2 separate regions of the Mus musculus genome follow, and region 1 is linked to region 2. Evidence: chromatin contacts called from public ChIA-PET data. All regions are on one chromosome and are shown on one strand. The core of a region is the stretch at or near the end of the contact, and the rest is flanking DNA. Distances in the headings are between cores, read along the strand shown. Region 1 holds the start of Pigg (phosphatidylinositol glycan anchor biosynthesis, class G). Region 2 holds the start of Gfi1 (growth factor independent 1 transcription repressor).

Region 1 (3,606 bases), core at 589-3,088, 590 kb after region 2:
CCTCTGAATGTAAGGCAACCCCAATTAAATGTTTTCCTTTTATAAGAGTTGTGGTCATGGTGTCTCTTCACAGCAATAGAACATTGACTAAGACAAACTGTGACCCAGGATATTTAAGCCAAATAAGCCTTTTGCTCCCAAAGATGTTTTGGTCATGGTGTTTTATAACAGCAATAGAAACCCTAAGACAACATGTAACACTTCAAACTATATAGTCTGAAGTTTTAATTGGTTAATCATTCTTGTAGGAAGTTAAGTGTAAGGTGGTATTCTTTCAGGAACTTTTGTTCATAGAAGTTCATGTTTATGTGAAATGAGGAATAATGTACACACTGCAGTTGGTAGTCTAGCGGGACAATAGAGTTCGTGTCTTCTGTGTTTTGTTTTGTTTTTCTCTTCTGCTTAGTTGTTCTGTCCATTATCAACACTAGGATATTAAAGTGTCTAAACAGTGTTCTTCTATTTCCTATTTCTACGTTCATTTGTCAGGACTTGCTACATGTACTTTACTGATATTTTATGTGCACATGCATGTATATTCCTGTGGTACTGTCTTACTGATATTTTGATTTAATAAGACAGTGTGGTATTGTCATAAAAACACCTAATTAATAAACTATGTCATTAACTAATCACTGATAAATTCAAAGGCTACACACACACACACACAATTTATTTGTTTGTTTATTTTTATTCCCTTCCCCCCTCCCCCAGACAGGGTTTCTCTATGTAGCTGCTGTCCTGGAACTTGCCTGGAAGTCACAGAGATCCATGACATAATATTTTTAACACCACTCATGTTGGGTAAACATGCAGAAGAATGGAACTGGACCCTTCCTTTATACATACAGAAATATCAAGTAAAAATGGGTTAACCACTAAAATTTAATATCTGAAGCTATAAAACTCCTATAAGAAAAAGGTGAGAAGAAACTTCACCAAAACTGATGCTTTTTTTCCCCCTTAAACATATAACACCAAATTCACAGAGAATTACCACCAAAAAAAAAAAAAAGTACGTGTGATTATGGTAAACTGAAAAAAAAAAAACATGAACTAGATGAAAATTTAGCTTACAAATCAAATATAAAGGTTGCTATCCAAGATATTAAGGAATTCATACAACTTAACAGCAGCAAAACCTCTATCTTGTTCTTGGCTTCCTAGAAAAACAGAGTTCGTGAGAAGGGGTTTGGGTCTTTTGACTTACAGAAGCAAGGTCCGCAAGGAGAATGAGTGTGCACAAAGGAAGACAAGGCTGGGGTGGACTCTGTTCAAAGACCGGCTTCTGTCTCATTGCATGAGCCCGGGAAAATTCCCGCATCTAGAGCGGAAAGACCTTGCCTACCAAACACGTGGCCCCCTACGGTTTAGAGGTTCCTTCCAGAGGACAGCTTTCCAAAGAAGGGGAGCACACTCACTGATTGCCAATCGCATCAGGATCGCTTAATCTGCAGGCTTGCCCCAGACCCGAGTCTGTCAGAGTCGTCCTGTCAGAAAACTGGGGCCATAACACCAGGAGGAAGTGAGTAGGACTAATAATACACCAGAAACACCAGCAGCTAAATACTGCACCGACACTGGGCAGCGCTAGATGCGCCTGGCTCAAGGCGCACAAACTTGGAATCCTGAGATGGCGGGGCAGGTGCGGGGACTCTCGGTGGCACCGGAAGCGAGGCTCCCGAATGGATCAGCCGGGGATTCCGTGGACCTTTGGGTTCGGGAGGAGGCAGGGACTCCCGGGAGAATCACCCCGGGGCCGGTCCGCGGGGAACGTCGTCAGGGAGCGACCGCGGGCACTCGCCACTCTGACGTACTTCCTGTGCGCTGGGGCTGGCGAGGCAGGCTGGGAGGGAGCTCTTGACAGTCCGGGTGTGGGCTCTGGGTGCGGGTTTGCAACGCCCGCTGTTACACTAAGTTTCGGGCCGACCGGCCCAGCGGCAGGGCAGAATGCGGCTGGGCTCCGGGGCCTTCGCTGCCAGCTGCGTAGCGATTGAGGTGATCGGGGTCGCGATATTTATTCGGGGATTCTTCCCAGCTCCTGTTCGTTCCTCTGCTAGACCAGAGCACGATGCAGAGACCCCAGCGCCCGAACCCGTAGCAGGTATAGCCCCCCGCCCCCATCTCGGTGGTTCCCGCTTTCATTCTGCCCCACCACGGAAACAATTTGTATTGTTTTAGTGTTGTTTGTGTATCATACACCTTCGAGGCATTCGCAGCCTCCCGCCCCATGTCGACCTATGTGATAATCAGAGGATTCCCAGAGTAACTCCGACTTTGCGTCTTGTTTGCCGCTGTTCAGTGATTCGTACCCCTTTTCCTAATAATCCTTTCAATCACTACCAATTTAGGTTTCCAGTTTTGGACCCATAGGGCATAACAGGTGATGTTTCTTCAGATCTCCTCCAGTTTTCTACAACTCTCCCCCAGAAGACCTCCCGGCCCTCAGTGCTTAGGGCCTCTCTGCATTAGCACCCTAGTAGCCTCACCAACACAGAAATAAACACCTGATACCCACTCCGCTGCAGTGAAACAGGTCCATATAATCACAGCCACTGGACATGTAAACCCATAGGTTCACTGCCTGCAAGACTAGGCTTTAGGGCAAGCTCAGGGAGGCACAGTTTCCAACTGTATGTCTCTTAGGTAGAAGTGGCCCTGTCCTGGACTCTTCACCTTGCTAAGAGTAGTGCACTACACATTCCTGGGATACCTACTCATTGTTAACATACTGTCCAGCCTAGCCAGGAGATGCCCTTCTTGGTAGTCACCTGCAGGCTGGTTACAACCCTTGAAGGAACCTTCACAGTTGTCTTGTTTGGTTTCTTAGAAAATTAACACAACACTGGCTACCCAAAATGGGCCTTCTTTCAGGTTGAAATAGATTTGATGTGTGCTAGAAGAACAAAGGAAAAAGACATTGAAGGCAATGGAGTGCTGAATGGAGTTTAAAATTTAATTTCCCCTTTTCTAAATACTTTTAGGAGTCCGTTCGAACTGGACCAAGCTGCCACCACCTCTCTTCAGTAAAGTGGTTATTGTGTTGATAGATGCATTAAGAGATGATTTTGTGTTTGGGTCGAAAGGTGTGAAGTATATGCCCTACACAACGTATCTGGTAGAAAAAGGAGCATCTCATAGCTTTGTGGCTGAGGCAAAGCCACCCACAGTTACTATGCCTCGAATCAAGGTAAATTTAACTTGGTTAAATTTTATGAATCATGACTTGGCTCTTTTGAAGGTTTAGAGCGATTATTTAACCGACTTGGAGACCCTGTTTTAATAACATGGGAAATATTTCAGTGTTGTCAGTGTTGCTGGGCAGTGGGGTGCTGAGGAAATCCCATAATAAGGTAATCTTTTTACCCCTTGTTAAGTAGCTGAAGTTCATCCCTCATGGAAAGGGGGAGGGATTTAGAACCAGATTTTCCAGGCCACCGTAGTCCAGGAGGTATCCTCCTTTGTGGTGGCCTATTGTGTTCCTTAGTCGTCAGGCTTGAGGGAGCCTTTGGGCATATTCAGCCTAGTTCATTAACTGTATATACAAGAAGACAAACTCGGTCAAGTTAAATTATTTGTCAGAATTATACAAAATGATCAAAGAAC
Region 2 (3,766 bases), core at 194-2,693:
TGGGTCCTGGATTCTGGGATCTGACAATTTCTAAACAATGAATTCTGGACATAAAAGAAATGCCAGCCAGAGAAGGACCAGTTCGTTTGACCTCGCCTGTTAGTTCCAGGCAAACGAATTAAGGGCCAGCCTGGAGCTAAGGGACTTAGAAGGAGGCAGAGGACACTTTGGGCAAGGTGTCCAGCACAAAAGCTGGATGCCTCCCCTGAACCCTGTTCCCTTAGGAGCCAGATCCCTAGGCCGACCCTCTGCATCCCTTGTGCGGGCTTCCCTCCGTGCTGCGACTCCAGAACTCTGCCACAAGACCTCGAATCAAGGCTTACCTGGAGACACGGAGGGAGAAGGGGGCCTCCAAAAGTCCTCGAACTCGGAGCAGGGGTCACAAACGCTGCCTTCGCAGCTGTTGGGGGACGCGGAGGCCCTGTCGGGAGCCTCGGTAAGCTGAGAGTCGGGGGACAAACGCTCTCGGGGCTCCATTTTCGACTCGCCTGCACTCACAGCGCCGCCCTCTGCGGAAAAGATTCAGGAGAGAAATAAACCTAAACCTGGCCGAACTGAAGTGGTTCCACCGTGGCGCCCGTGTCCTCCTCTGTCCACTCTGACCCAACCGGGAGCCCTCCCTCCCGAATTCAAGAGCCGACTGCGAGCGCCAGGGGCATCTCTGGCAAGCTCAGCAAATCTGAGCACCGGGAAACAAAAACAAAAACAAAAAAGCACCCGAGGGGCGTTAGGATAGCCTCCCCCGATTCCTAGGAAACGAGGTGGCTTGGAGCAGAGTCGGTGTCCTCGGCAGCTGCCCTACCCGGCCTCTGCGCGCTTCGCACCTGCTCTGCCCGGCGCAGGCACGGTCTCCAGGCGCAGGGAGTAGTCCGGCCCCGGAGAACGCGGCTGGTGATAGCTGTGCGCCTTCTTGCTCTTGACCAGGAATGAGCGCGGCATGGTGGTCAGCCGCTGGACGAATGTTTGGACCCTCGGATACTCTGAGTTCTGAGAGAAGGGGGAAAATTGGGTGGAAACGAGGGTCAGCACCGATGGCGGTTGTGGTAGGTTCCCAGGCCAAGGAAGAGTGTGGGCCAGGGAGGAGAGAGGGAAGCCGCGGGAGGAGGGGCCTGGACCCAGGCGCCACGCTCACCAGGTGGCACTCGGACAGGTGGCACGAATCCCGGCCTCCGCCGCCACTGCAACAGCTCAGTGGTAAAACCTGTCCCCAGGCTCTGGCTCTGGTCCCTTTGCTCTGCCCTGCCCACGCCTCAGCCCCTCCCCTTCCCTACCAAAGCTAGATCATCACTCTCCTGAGAGCAGTAGTCCACAACTGGTCCGTTATCCCAAGTCAACCCTGCAAGCCCACCTGCTCCCTTCTGGGTTGTGGCTCACGCCAGGGATGCGTGGCTTAGTTTAGCCAGTCAGGGGGCATCAGTGTTTGGGACCCGGAAGGGGCTTGGAGCCAAAACCTCCAGGAGCCCCGCGACGAACAGAAGCGAAAGAGGGGCGTACTAGGGACTGGTTTGCCTAGGGACTATGTGCTGCAGTGGCTGGAGCAGAAGTCAGGAAGCCAGAGGCACAGGAAAGTGAGGTGGGAGTGGCAAAGGACCAACACTTGTCCCAGGAGAAACGCCCACTGGAATAGTGGTGTGGCACCGGCCAGGACGGCGACCACTGAGAAACATTCCAGACCTGTAGGCCTTGCTTCAGAAACTAAGTCCCAGAAAGAATTATTTTCTGATCTGCTCACCAAAAATCTTGTCCTAGGGAAGTTGAGTTTAAACTGCGTGCTTACTGGCAAACACGCGGTGCCCAAATTTAATGAGTGCCAACGACTTCGCGGGCCAGCAAGATGAAACCGGAGCGCGCACGAGTGAGCAGTGGCCAGAAGGCCTGGCCAGGAGGCCAGGGTCCCTGAGCATGACCGAGAGCTGGCGTCGCTCTCTTTAACCCCCAATCAGTTCACCTAATCTCGGGTCGAAACCTGAGCCCTGCAGGAGGCGGGGCTGAGACTGCGTCCCAGCTCCTGGCCCGCTCCGGGGGCGACCCTAGGGAGGCCTAGGGTGAAACGAATCCGCCTGCCTCCAAGGTCCAAGGCAATAGAGGCTGAACGGCGGCGGCGGGCTCAAAGACTGGGGCACAGGCCGGCGCACGCCCCGGGTCTTTGGGCTTCGTGCAGTTCAGACTGAGGAACCCGAGCCTCTTCGCCACCCCCCCCCAGGAGCGCGTACAGAACACACCCTGTTGTACCCACTTAAAAGGAGCCCAAGGACTCCTGCTTCAGATTCCCAGTCATAATGTATAGTCACACGCCTTGGTCGGGTTTGGCTCCCAGAACCCAGGCTCCGGCGCTTTAATTTTCCCGCACTCCCTGTCTGTACAGCCAGACGCTCCAACCAGAGGACAATTCTTAAAGCAAGCATGAAGAGCAAGAAAACAGGGCAAGAGTTCTGGAGGCCTCGATGAGGTTCGGTCCTGCGATAGCCAAGAACGGGACCCGTGGGAAGCAGGGCTGTCTGGTCCCGCGCTGGGTCTGCGCGTCAGCACCACGCGGGACAGGGTAGACACAGAGGTGGCGTCCTCGCCCAGGCCACAAACCTACGCTTCGGAGGGCTTTGCTGGGTTCCGGGTAGGAGGGGTAAGGGGATGGCAAGGAGGCCCAGCGCGTGGGAAGGCAACCTCGTGCTGCAGCTGGCGTCCAGGGGGCGGGGCGGCACGCTCCTGGCACAGCGGCCCGCCAGGCTTCCCCTGGTCATCTGAGGCTGGAAATTCGGGAGCTGAAGGCAAGGCGCTCAGAAGGAGGCCTCCAGAAGCCCGCTGCCGCCACATGCCCACCAGATGTTTTCTTCCTGCGTGGATCCCACTCTGCTATCTAACCGCTAAACTGTGTGCCCCTCTATTCCAGATCTTTCGCTCCACCGCTTGGGTGGCTCCAGAACCCAGCAGCCGATGCTCTGCAGCAGGTGGGGACCCGCCTGCGCCCTCGGGACGTCCCCACAGTGTCAATGTACTCCTACCAGTCCTCGAGGCCACCCCCGCCTGAGCGGGAGGCACAGCAGTTCAGCAAACCTACCTTCGGGGTCAGGGCGCGGGCACCGAGCTCTGAGAGTGTGCAAACTGAATCTTGCTTTCGGGAGAGACTGATCTGTCTCTCTGACTTTTTTTTTTTTTTTTTTTTTAATCTCCTTCGGAGCTCAGCCCCCAAAACCACAAACTTCACTTCCTGAGCGTTAGAGGCGCTCACTAGCCTTCTCAACCCCAGCCCCATCCCCCAGTGGGACAGCGGGCCACGAGCCTCCTTTGCGCAAGGGGTCAGGAGGTGACAGGAAGGGGGTATCCTTGCCAACTCCTTGGGCACCCCTGAGCAGCCCCCAATTTGTTTGTCTGTGGGATCGCGGGGCTATCTATAGAGTCCCCGGGATGTCTGAGAAATCAGCACTAGAAATGACTAGAAAGAAAATCGAAGTATTCTTGGCTCCTGGAGACTTCCGCAGCGAGAAGTCACAGATTCAGGACACAGATTGACAGGAGCTGCGGGCGCTGGTAGCAGGCAGCTCGCACGGCTCCCGTGGGCACCCCAATCCTGTCGACTGTTTGGGCAGCATCGCCCCGATCGCGGCCGTGAATCACCGGACCCCGGTGCCACCGGCCTGGAGTCCGGCCACTGGCCACCGCGTCCGCAGAAAGAAACCTGCGCCTCGGGCCCCGAAATAACTTGTTGTGGAAACACTTGAGGATAAATACGCCCAACGAAGCTGAAAATACCTTGACACCCAATCCCAGA

Evidence for each region. ChIA-PET counts read pairs in DNA pulled down with a chosen protein or histone mark.
Region 1: a contact with region 2 is called in an RNA polymerase II ChIA-PET map of memory CD8 T cells, with 6 read pairs. The contact joins the promoter of Pigg here to the promoter of Gfi1 in region 2. A contact is called at or near these places in 1 of 39 promoter capture datasets (liver) and 2 of 115 datasets of contacts at active chromatin or transcription factors (bone marrow-derived macrophages and memory CD8 T cells).

Annotation. Positions count from the first base shown.
Region 1 is chr5:108,310,975-108,314,580 of GRCm38.p6, forward strand. Pigg (phosphatidylinositol glycan anchor biosynthesis, class G) reads left to right here and starts at 1,839. Exons shown (of 13, transcript NM_001310689.2): 1 at 1,839-2,104; 2 at 2,985-3,190. The coding sequence starts at 1,951.
Region 2 is chr5:107,722,900-107,726,665 of GRCm38.p6, forward strand. Gfi1 (growth factor independent 1 transcription repressor) reads right to left here and starts at 1,444. Exons shown (of 6, transcript NM_010278.2): 1 at 825-1,444; 2 at 324-509. The coding sequence starts at 939. RefSeq lists promoters at 1,075-1,463, 2,860-3,766, 3,031-3,265.